Regions from separate parts of the Sus scrofa genome. Here region 1 is linked to region 2. Evidence: chromatin contacts called from public HiChIP or PLAC-seq data. All regions are on one chromosome and are shown on one strand. Each heading gives the region's core, a stretch centred on a gene start, on an enhancer-like site or on the middle of the called end of the contact. The rest is flanking DNA. Distances are from core to core; before and after follow the strand shown. Region 1 holds the start of PRDX2 (peroxiredoxin 2). Region 2 holds the start of CALR (calreticulin).

Region 1 (5,801 bases), core at 2,572-5,071, 110 kb after region 2:
CCACTATGTCAGGTTCTTAAACTGCTGAGCCACAACAGGAACTCCCAAGTAACAAATGTTCTTGAGGTAATCCAGGTGTACTTGATGCAGAGTGTCCACTGCACTTTTATACACCTATTTTACCCTGATCAAGTAGAGGCAATTCAACAATTAGCTCACCTGGGCCACTTTCACACCCTGGTCCAATGCATACTGCACCAGCCCAGTGGCTGTATCATGGGACAGAGAGTTCAGATTGTATTTAACCCTGCAGTGGAGAACAGAGCCCAGTGAATCTCATTCCCATCATTCATCCCTTCCAGCCCATGCTGGCTGCGCCCCCTCCAACCCGGCACCCCCTCACCGCGGGGACCCCCCCCCTCACCGCCCAAGCATGCTGGTAGAGATGAGATTTGGAGATAGCACGTCCAATGCCCAGCCCACAAAGTCTCCGTCCTCCTCCATTTTCGCAAAGAGCCTGTCCCGCTCGCTCTCTGACAGGGTCTTTGAATCTAGGAGGATTGGGAGAGAAAGGGAGCAGCCAGTTGTCCCAATTTCTGCTCTCCCCCTGCAGCTGGCACCCGCCCCTGCATATGCCCAGGAACCCCCTCCCTAGATGTACCCCAGGACTCACCTGCCACTTTCAGGGCCTCCAGATCTGCCAGGCGGGACAGAGGGCAATAGCATATGGCATAGACCATGGGGCCTGGGAAAGAGGGGGGATCTAACCAGTGAGCTCATGAAAGCTGCCTTCTCTATTCCATCATCACCGCTTTTTTCCGGTACCATCACCAGTGCCATGACCATCACTACTCTTACTCCCCTCCCCAAGTCCGGTGCAATCCCGGCTTGCGTTCCAGTGCAACTTGCATCCCCGTTATCACGCCCCTCCCCCACCCGGCCCTAGGAGCGCACCCAGCACCGGGCCCCGGCCCGCTTCATCGACGCCCAGGACGCAGGGTTCCTTGAGGCACACAGCGGGCACAGGCGAGTTCAGGCGACAGCGGCCCGTATTGTCTCTTTCCAGCTCGCTGAGATCCATGACGTCTCGGCTGCCGCCACCAGCCGCAGGAATGAAGTCTGCAAGGAAAGTTCTTGGCGCCCCTTTTCCGCAGGCCCCGAAGCGGTACTAGCTCTCGACCAATTGTCGTCCAGGACACGCCCCCAACGCTCCCGCCGCCGGTGACGTTTGTGCAGCCGACGCCGACACCGCTGCCGTGTGGCTTCCTGGGAATTGTAGTTCCCGAGGTTGACCAGTGTTCCCTGGGTTTGGGAAACAGGGTGGGCGGGTCGCTTTCCAAGCTCCGCCCTGGTGTCTCTGGACACCTCCGGGGCTAGAGAAAGGAGAGGAAAGCAAAGGGAAATTGAGGCGGGCCTTGAAGGACCTAACATGATCAGGGCCGAGAAGGTCGAATACCACTAGACTGCCAGAATATGACGTCCGCATCACTGAGTTCCTGACCCCTATCCGGCTTCAGGCCCTCTGTACTCGCGGTCCCTGTCACTCCACACAATCTAAGCCCTCTGGACTAGGTATCACTGCGCCACTGGGCTCAAACCTTTGGACTTGGAGTCCCCCAGCTCCCTCTCTCCGTTGCTCACTCGGAGCCCCCTGCCCCTCTCCCGCTCCCTACCCTCTGCGTCATCCGGGCTACGCCTCCCGTACCCCCGAAACGAGATCCCAGACCTCCAGACTCTGGCTCAGAGTCTCCGCCCACCATGCAAGCTCCTTCCCCACCCCTCAACTCCGGGTTCACGCCCCCGCCCCCCTCCATCGCCCTCTTCCCTCTCTCTCCCACATGAGGCGCACGCCTCCCACATTTGTCCGCCACCCCCACCGCACATCTCTGTTTATTCCCTGTTTTCAGCGGGGCTCATGCTCTCCGCCTGCGGGTTTCTGTTCCTCACCAGGGTCCCAGTTCCTCTATCTCCATTTTCCCCTCCCCGCCCCCACAACCTTTCTTCCTTTCTCATCGGACACCAGCGGGGCTCGCACCTCCTGACAGCTCTCCCTTCCCACACTGCGCTCAAACCGCAGGCTTAGTGCCTCAGTGTTCCATTCCAGGTGTCCGCCCCACCCCCACAGCCCTTCCTCTCTCCCCGCCCACCCTGGGGACTCGCGGCCTGGATTTGCTAGGTCGCGCCGGCCGCTGCTCTTCTGTGCCCGCTCCACACCTGGGCTCAGGGCCTCCAGTCGCAGTCTTTCGGCTCGCAGGATGAACAATCCCGTTGCCTGCAGGGCCGCACCTGCACTAGATTCTCGCTGTCCATGAACACCGGGCCGGGCGCTGTGCCCACCACCTCGCGGCTGCGCTCCTGCTTGCCCAGGTCGCAGAAACAGCGCCACTTTCCCCACGGACCAAGGACGGAGTCTTTCAAGTCTAAGGATGGAGGACCAGGTAGGGGGGGAACATATCCCCCCCTAGGAAGGGAGGAAGATAAAGACACTGACAAATAACAACAGTTCATGTTTGCTGGGCCGTTCTTCTGTGCCAGGTACCCTACCACAGATTATCCCCTTTAATCTTCCCACTAGTCCCAGATTGAGAAACTGAGACCTAGAGAGAACAAGCCAGCCTTCCAACACACATCTGAGGAGTGCCCCAGAGAGACTGCAAAATGACACTTTCCACCTGTGCCTGCCTGTTCAGATGGGAGTGTGGTACAATACCCTTGGTTTTCACCATCTGAAGGTGACTCCCATTTTCAGGGGCGTGACCTGAGCCTTTCTCCAGTGGACAGTGTCACATGACCAACAGGGTTTCCAGGTAGTAAATTAAATTACATGATTGGCATAATGAAGGTACTTAAAGCCCCTGGCGATGTGCTAGCATGGAATACAAAAACAATTATTATGGCCACTTTTAAAGCAGCCACGTCATTTATCAGATGCCCTTTACAACTGTTTATTGACTCCTCCCTACAGCCTTTCTTGACAGGTCTTAGCACAACTCATAATGTCTTGACACCTTATGCCCTCACCAAGACAGTACTGGCCTCTTTCCATTCCTTTGTCAGAACTTTTGGAGTTGGCAGTTGCTGATCGGACTCCCTGGCCCACTCTTCCCCCTAAATCTTCGATTTTTGGCTTTTGCTTGTCATTCTGGCTGCATTGGTTATCTTTATTCAGCCGGGCCTTTTCTGATTTCAGAAGTTTACCTGCGCCCTTCCTTCTCTATCTCTGCTCTTGCCAGCACTTACCTGTGAGTTTATGGTTATGTCTACTTCGGTATTTATTGCTTGCCCGCGTCCTCTCTCCCCATGTTAAGCTGCTTAAAGACAGTCTCAGTCTCAATTTACAGATAAGTAAACTGAACGTCAGAGTAACCAACCAACCCAAGGGGCGCCGCCAGTGCGCAAGTGGGCAGAGGTTGGAAGTCCCTGGAGGAGGGTCTATTTGCAGCCAGCTGGTGAAGTGGTGGGACAATGAGGCACTTTTCCGCACTGTCACATCCGCGGCCTGTGGTTACCTTTCTCCTGATGCTGCAGCTGCAGCTGCTCCCAGGTGTCCCCTTCGCCCTGCTCTCCGAAGTACTGGTAGTCGGGGGTGACCTGTGCAAAGGTCGCCAGCAGCAGGAGCATCAGAGGCGTCAGCAGTAGCGCCGCCCGGCTCCGGGCCATGCCGGACTCCAACCGACGCCGGCGCGCTCCAAAGAGGAGCCCCGCGCGGAGTCTGCGGCGCTGGCACCAGCCTCGAGGGCTAGCGCAGAGGTCGGGATCCGCGGCCGCGCGTCTCCCCCCGCCGCTTGCGGGCACGTGGACCCGGCCGGCTCCGTTTCCCCTCTCTTGCGCTTGCAGTGGACCCGACCGCTCGTCCGCCCACCCCTCCGCCCTGCGCGTCATGGTTCGGGCCGAGCATAAAAGGCTCCCCGTGCCTGGGCGCGCTTGGCCCCGAGAACGCAAGTACCTGAGTCTTCTCGTCGGTGCGTCCCGCCCTTGCCCACGCAGGTATGGACACTTGGAGTGCATTGGGCTGCAGGGAGAGCCCGGTTGGAGCAGCTCGGGCCCTATCCAGACCTGAGTTGGCCGCCTTTGTTTTCCGCCCGCAGTAGTGGCTGCCTTTGTCCTTTCGGGGAAAACCGAGGCCAGAGCTTGGAGTACAGGCCGCATCCCCAGGCTCACCGCCCCCAGCTCGCGGCGTCCCCTCTTGGGACCGTGGGTTTGCGCGCCAGCACTCGGGCATACGCGCTAACGGGAGGGTTGGGAGGGTCGGGCGGCCGCCGCGGGACGCTCTAGCTGTGTAAGGGGGCGGGTCTCCCACATTCTCCAGGCCAGTGCAGACCTGGTCTCAGAGAGGGTGCGGGGCATTGCTGCTGCTGCCGCCGCCGCCGCTCTGACTCAGTAACTGGGCCCGGTACGCAGCGTGACCTTGGGAAGCGGGGACAAAGGGTCTTCCCCAGCGTACTCACCCGGAGCGGGGGGCGGGGGGGGTCTCAGCTTTCAGTCATGGCCTCTGGCAACGCGCACATCGGAAAGCCCGCCCCGGAATTCCAGGCCACTGCCGTGGTGAATGGCGCCTTCAAGGAGGTGAAGCTTTCTGACTACAAAGGTGAGGGCGGGGTGGAGGTGGCCCTGACGGGGTGAGGGCACAATCATTAGAGTCACTGGGCCCTAACTCCTTGTCTGTTTCGACGCCATTCCCCAGGGAAGTACTTGGTCCTCTTTTTCTACCCGCTGGATTTCACCTTTGTGTGCCCCACGGAGATCATCGCTTTCAGCGATCGAGCTGAGGAGTTCCACCAGCTGGGCTGCGAGGTGCTGGGCGTCTCCGTTGACTCTCAGTTCACCCACCTGGCTTGGTAGGAGTGGGGACCAGCAAGGAGGGGAGGGTGCAGCTAAACCTACTATCTCTATAGGGTACAAGTTCTGTGTTCTCTTGGCAGACGTTCAGCCTCTGCGCCTCCCTTTCCTGTCTTGAAAATAATGGAGATAGTGATGCCCAAGTCCTTAAGGATGATGAAAGTCATTAGCATTTGTAAACTAGTTGCATGGCAGCCCAGTGAGTTGCAGATGCTTTATCTAACTCAGGGCCACATGGCCTCCCTCCCAAGAACTACTTCAACCAGGTGGAAACTCCAGTTTGAGAGAGTGAAGCGCTGGGCCCCAAGATGCTGGAGGTCACCAGCACATGTGAAGCCACTTTGCTGGAGTGTTAGCTTAGTCTTCCCAGCTGTGGGAAACAGCCCCTGCTCCCACTTCAGGGTGGGATGGGTGGGGCTCCCAGGGCCTTGCTCTAAAGCCCCTTATCTCTCACCTCCAGCACCCTTTCTCCAGTCCTTATCACACCCAGGCCCACAGGGTGAGGACCCTGCTGTGCCAGGCTTCCTGAGGTCCCAGCCCTATCTCCCCTTTCCCCAGGATCAACACCCCACGGAAGGAGGGAGGCTTGGGCCCCCTGAAAATCCCCCTGCTGGCTGATGTAACCAGAAACTTGTCCCTTGATTATGGTGTGCTGAAGGAAGATGAAGGCATCGCCTACAGGTACTGTGGGACCTTTGGGAAGCCCCCATCCTCAGGGTGAGGGGACCAGTCTTGGATGATGCCCCAGGCTCCCACTCCTCACTATGAACCCTGATATTTCAGGGGCCTTTTTATCATCGATGGCAAGGGTGTCCTTCGCCAGATCACTGTCAATGATTTGCCTGTGGGACGCTCTGTGGATGAGGCTCTGAGGCTGGTCCAGGCCTTCCAGTACACAGACGAGCATGGGGAAGGTGAGCAGACACCACATTCACGTGGTTTCACACGTGTACTCATGCAGCTCTTGTCTATGCATATGTTCACTGCATTCATATCATTGCTATGATATAGATGTGAGGGCC
Region 2 (5,529 bases), core at 1,959-4,458:
ACAGCTCATCCTTGGCCTGGCCAGCGGCAGCATCTTCCTCCTCCTCTTCCTCCTTCTCATCCTCCTCCTCCTCATCCTCATCCTTGTCCTCCTCGTCTTCCTTGTCTACCTCCTCCTCTTCCTTGCGCTTCTTCTCCTCCTCCTCCTCCTTTAGCCTCTGCTCTTCATCCTGCTTGTCTTTCATTTGCTTTTCTGCTGCCTGTGTACAAAGCATATAGCTCAGAGCTTGACTCCAGCCCTGCCCCCTACCCCCAAAAGCCCAGGACTGGACCCTGGTCCCACCTTTGTAACACCCCATGTCTCGTTGCCAAACTCCTCAGCGTAGGCCTCATCGTTGGTAATGAGGAAGTTGTCAAAGATGGTACCAGACTTGACCTGTAGGACCAGGTGATAGATAGGTGGTCAGAAGTGACACCTGTTTGGCCTTGGCTTTGCAAAGGTCTCCTGTCCATGTACCCATAACCATTACACAATGTTGCAATTAAAAAAAAACAAGCTGCCTGGGTTCAAACCCCAGTTCTGTAATTTCCTGGTGATATGACCTTGGGCTGGTGATTTCACCTCTCTGCACCTCAGTTTCTTCTCTGTAAAATGGACTCACTCCCTTCTCCAAACATTTTCTTAGTACCTAATATGTGCCAGGAACCATTCTGGGTGCAGAAAGTACATCAGTGAACAGAACAGACCAAACTGCAGTCCTTATGAACTTAATTTTCAAATGGGGTTCTCTCACCACCTTCTAGGTTGTTGGGGTAAGTTAAATGAGTTGGTTCCCCTAGAAATATTTAAAAATACCAGGCATATAAGTACATTAAAGCAGGTGCTGGAAAAAAAGACAGACCAAAAATTTCCCCTCCAAAAGCACTACTTTGCAGCCAGGCCTCCCTTTACTCATGGGTTGACCCTCAGCACTTGGTGTCCCCTAGGGATCCTCCTCTTCCCTCCCAGTCTCACCTGCCAGAGATCCAGGCCCAGCACAGCAAAGTTTTCATAGGCATAGATGTTGCTATCAGGGGAGTACTCAGGGTTGTCTATTTCTGGGTGGATCCAAGTGCCCTTGTAATCGGGGTTGTCAATCTGCCTGGGCTTCCACTCACCCTGCAGAAGAAGGGAACTGGTGGGTGGGCAGAGATCAGTGCATTCCCCATGGTGCACTGCCCTGCTCAGAGTCCCAGGCTCACCTTGTACTCTGGGTTCTGTATCACTGGCGGTTCCCACTCTCCATCCATCTCTTCATCCCAGTCTTCGGGCTTCTTAGCATCAGGGTCAGGAATGTGTTCAGGCTTGTCCCAGTCCTGAAGGCACACAGGGAGATCAGAAGCGTCGCACTTGTCCTCCACACTCTTCACCTTGAGGGAAGCCCCACCCAAGCACCAACCTCAGGTTTGGAGTCTGTAGGGTCATCAATTTTGGCTCGCTCGTCCCAGTCTTCAGGCTTCACAGCATCAGGATCCTTTATCTTCTTAGGCGGCAAGAAGTCCCAATCGTCCTCCAAGGAGCCTGACTCCACCTGACTGTTGTCAATCTTCACCTCATAAGTATTATCGGGCCGCACAATCAGTGTGTACAGGTGTGTGAATTCATCATCCTGAAGAGAGTAGGAGATGAGCGGCCCCACCCACCAGGCTGGCCTCTGAGCCTCCCCTGACAGCCATTTGTTACCACCCCCAGATGCACCTTGCAACGGATATCCTTATTGATGAGCACGTTCTTGCCCTTGTAGTTGAAGATGACATGAACTTTCTTGGTGCCAGGGCCACAGATGTCCGGGCCTTGGTGAGAAGTAGGTCCGGTTAGAGTTAGAGGCTCCCCACCACTGAGCCCCGCCCCCACCCCTTTTCAAAAAGAAAACTTGGTTCTTAAACGCAGGTCTGCAAAGCTCAAAACAGAATTCAGACTTTATCTCTAAGGGACTAAGAATAAAGAGTCAAAGGAGAGAAATTAAGTGCTCAGAGAACTTGTAGAATTGGAAAATAGCTACATAAACATCACACAGACTATCAGCCTTAAACCAAAAACAAAGCAGAAAGTTGTTAACTGTAACTATTCCCTCAGCTTCCCTTCCAAAGAAAAACTTAAGCATGTAAGGGTTTTCTGTGCTCTCAAGACTACTTTTCATGGGCTATATATAAGGAACACACGGGGTTTCAGGCTCCGTCTAACTAACCAGAGGTCAGGATCAGGGTGGGGCCCCCTCACCAAACATGATGTTGTATTCGGAGTCTCCATGCATGTCTGTCTGGTCCAAACCATCTGGAAACAGCTTCACGTATCCACCCCCACAGTCGATGTTCTGTTCGTGTTTCACCGTGAACTGCACTACCAGCGTCTGACCCTTGTTGCTGAAGGGCTCAAATCTGGCCGACAGAGCGTAAAACCGGGCATCCTGGCTTGTCTGTAGCCCTAGCAAGGGACGATAGTGAGGTCACGGCTCAGCCCAATCCCCGGAGTACCCTTATGTGGGAAATAGAGACGACTGCCCCTTCCTCCCCCTGCTCTGTTCCTAGGGGTACCCAAGCTGTGTGATGATTAGGAGCTTCCTCCAGGAAGTCCTCCTGGATCTGAGAACCCATCCCTAGGTTCTTACCTTTATCTTTCTCCTGGTCACCGTAGAATTTGCCGGAACTGAGAACGAATCTGCCAAAATCCGGTTTGTGTTTGGATTCAATCCAGCGATCAGTCCACCCGTCTAGGGGACCAGAGGAGCAGGTCAGCGCGGCCTTGCTCATCACCCCCCAAAAAACATCTACCAAGACCCACAAGCTGCTAGGGTCAAATAAAGAGCTATTCTTCTCTCTGACTTCCCCTACCCCGGCCTCTAGTTTGACATCTCTAATGGCTTAAGAGAGCCTCGGGCGAGCCCTAACTCCGGCCGCAGAAGGCCGCTGCGCCCTCCACGCTCCTCAGGGACGGAGAAGGAAGGATCGCCTTGCGGCTTTAGTCCCTGAAGACTACCGTGTTGGCCCTCTGAGCAGTAATTACAGAAGACACGCAGATATGGGCTAGGTGGCCAGCCGCCTCGTTAGAGAGGCCTCGAGGCGGGACTAAAGCTTACCTCCGTCCAGAAATTGCTCCTTGAAGTAAATAGTGGGTTCAGCGGCGGCCAGGCCGACAAGGCCGAGCAGTAGTGGGACTGGGAGCAGCATGGCGGGCCGAGGGGGCGGCGGCGCGCGGGCCCCTTAAGTCACTCCTCCAGCAGCCGCTCTGCAGTACGGACGGACGCTACCGCCGGCCGCGAGCCTTTATACCGGGCCCGCTCTCAAACCAACCTGGTCCTGCCTCTTTGACCCTCCTCCCCCGCCGTATCATTGGTCTGTGGCTATAATCCTGCCTTTCCATTGGATCTTTGTCGGCTCAGCATGTTCGGCTGTGCCTCGGCACGCTGGGTTCCCAGATGGCCGATTTCTATTGGCCGCACCACTGGCCAATGAAGGTCGACCACGCGTTGTGGGGGACGCCCACCGGTGGAGTGGGGGCCTCCAGCCCCTCAGGCTAGGTCATGTGACCAGACCTCGGCCCAACCCCGCCCTAGCCCGCGAGCCTGTCTTCACAGCTGGGCGTTTAAAGAACGCGCGCGAGTGCAGGTGCCACTGCGCTGAGCTATGACCCTGTTCCAGCCTCGCCTCTGCTCATCCCCTCTATGGGGCTGGGTGGGCAAGGTTTTCCTAGCCTTTTTCTGTTGCGAATTTGGGGAGCCTCTCTAATTCAACCCTCTCTTTTTCTCTTCCTCTTTCTTTCTCTCCAGTCACCCCGCCCTGCCCAGGATGAGGCAGAGGTCACCGGGCCCTGGGGCTTCATTTCACCCTAGCGCCAGAGCCATGCAGCCTTGCGGGGATAGTGCGGGCTCTCTCCTCCATGTGGCTCCTAGTGTCCTGGCCGCTTTGTCAAGACTGCTGCTGTGTGAAATGGGTCAAGTCACCTAGCCTCTCTGAAGTCACAGGAGCTCCTGAAAGGCCAAGAGGAGCGACGCTGGCCAGCTGCTGCCTGGCAGAAGTGCTTTCAAAGATCTTAGGGACGTCCTGGGACAAAAGGAAGGAAGCCCAGATGGCTTGAAGATGTGACTACAGGCTGTGGCTCCGTAGGGTTGTTCCCTTTATTGGAGCCTCTCCAATATATACCCTCCACCCTTTCCTCAGCCGGTAGACTGAAAGGGGTCACTGTCTTGTGGTCTCCCACAAACGGCTCGCTTTTGCAATTAAACGGCTAAAGAGGAGGGGGCAGGGGGTTCAGTTGGGGAGGGAGTAAAAGGGACAGATGGTGGGGAAGATAAGGTCCAAGAGAGGTGGGCAGGACCCCTAAATCTGGAGCCTTCTTCTGAAGCCAGAGGCGCATGACAGTGACTGACACCAGCTCCCTGCCCCTAGGCTACAGGAAGGAGGAAGGAGAGCTGGGGGTTTCCCAAACTATGAGCAAATAGGCTCTGGACCTGGGAAGTGGGAGGGAACTTTGGAAGGAGGGTAGGTAGGGGTGCTTCCCCTCTAGTGGTGGGAACTCAGAAAAGGGAGGAATGAGGGATCTTGGAGAAGTTGTGGTTCTGCCCCTTCCCCAAGGCAGTATCCAGTAGGGGTGCCCAACCTGCACCCCTCCTGCCCCATCCCCCCCAGGACCCCAAAGGAACTTCCAGTGACTTGCTTTCCCTCCCTTTCACATGTGTCATGGACATGTGGTCTTGGTGCTTCCTGCCAGAAGGTAGACACTGTACCTGTTAACCTCACAATCCCCCTGCAGGTGTTCTGCAGCACCTGTCACAGAACAAACTTAAAACCTACTTTATGTGTGACAGAAGGAAGGAAAGAAGGGTTCTTGCTAGAATTAAACAAAAATGGGTAAAGCATTTTGAAGTTAGAAGGAGATTTTGAGAGAGTTCCCATTGTAGCCCAGTGGGTTAAGAACCCGATGCACTGTCTGTGAAGATGCAGGTTCATTCCCTGGCCTTGCTCAGTTGGTTAAGGATCTGGCATTGCCTCAAGCGGCAGTGAAGTTCACAGATGCAGCTGGGATCTGGGGTGGCTGTGGCTATGGTGTAGGCTGGCAGCTGCAACTCCTATTCCATCCCTAGCTGGAAATTTATACATGCCAGCTGTGGCAAAAAAAAAGAGAGAGAGAGAGAGACCTTGATGGGTACATTCTGAGTTTTTGTTAAGACTTTACTGAAAGTCCAGACAGGGGGATATCAGTAACCCCATTTTCCAGGCTCAAATAACAATTATGATGGCTAAATAAGTAAATGCATACTGCTTAAAATAGCACCTAACACACAATCCACACTCAAAAAAAATTTTTTTTTCTTTTTAGGGCCACATCTTCCGCGTTTGGAAGTTCCTAGGCTAGGGGCTGAATCGGAGCTGCAGCTGCCAGCCTACACCACAGCAAGACCAGATCTAAGCTTCATTTGTAAGCTACGCTACATCCTTAACCCACTGAGTGAGGCCAGGGATTGAACCCGCATCTTCATGGATATTAGTTGGCTTGTAACCTGCTGAGCCACAACGGGAACTCTCTGGTATTTTTATATTAAGTGTTGAAATA

The links. HiChIP or PLAC-seq counts read pairs in DNA pulled down with a chosen protein or histone mark.
Region 1: a contact with region 2 is called in an H3K27ac HiChIP or PLAC-seq map of alveolar macrophages. The contact joins the promoter of PRDX2 here to the promoter of CALR in region 2. A contact is called at or near these places in 2 of 5 promoter capture datasets (fetal liver and liver), 6 of 47 Hi-C or Micro-C datasets (epiblast stem cells, heart right ventricle, liver and 1 more) and 2 of 2 datasets of contacts at active chromatin or transcription factors (alveolar macrophages and skeletal muscle).

Annotation. Positions count from the first base shown.
Region 1 is chr2:66,204,008-66,209,808 of Sscrofa11.1, forward strand. PRDX2 (peroxiredoxin 2) reads left to right here and starts at 3,822. Exons shown (of 6, transcript NM_001244474.1): 1 at 3,822-3,927; 2 at 4,417-4,528; 3 at 4,625-4,778; 4 at 5,338-5,460; 5 at 5,563-5,693. The coding sequence starts at 4,426. It overlaps RNASEH2A (ribonuclease H2 subunit A), which reads right to left and starts at 1,123. Exons shown (of 8, transcript NM_001244444.1): 1 at 895-1,123; 2 at 614-685; 3 at 365-491; 4 at 160-247. The coding sequence starts at 1,021.
Region 2 is chr2:66,098,866-66,104,394 of Sscrofa11.1, forward strand. It overlaps CALR (calreticulin), which reads right to left and starts at 3,209. Exons shown (of 9, transcript NM_001174133.1): 1 at 3,056-3,209; 2 at 2,588-2,689; 3 at 2,200-2,403; 4 at 1,678-1,772; 5 at 1,379-1,588; 6 at 1,182-1,295; 7 at 955-1,098; 8 at 283-375; 9 at 1-199. The coding sequence starts at 3,146.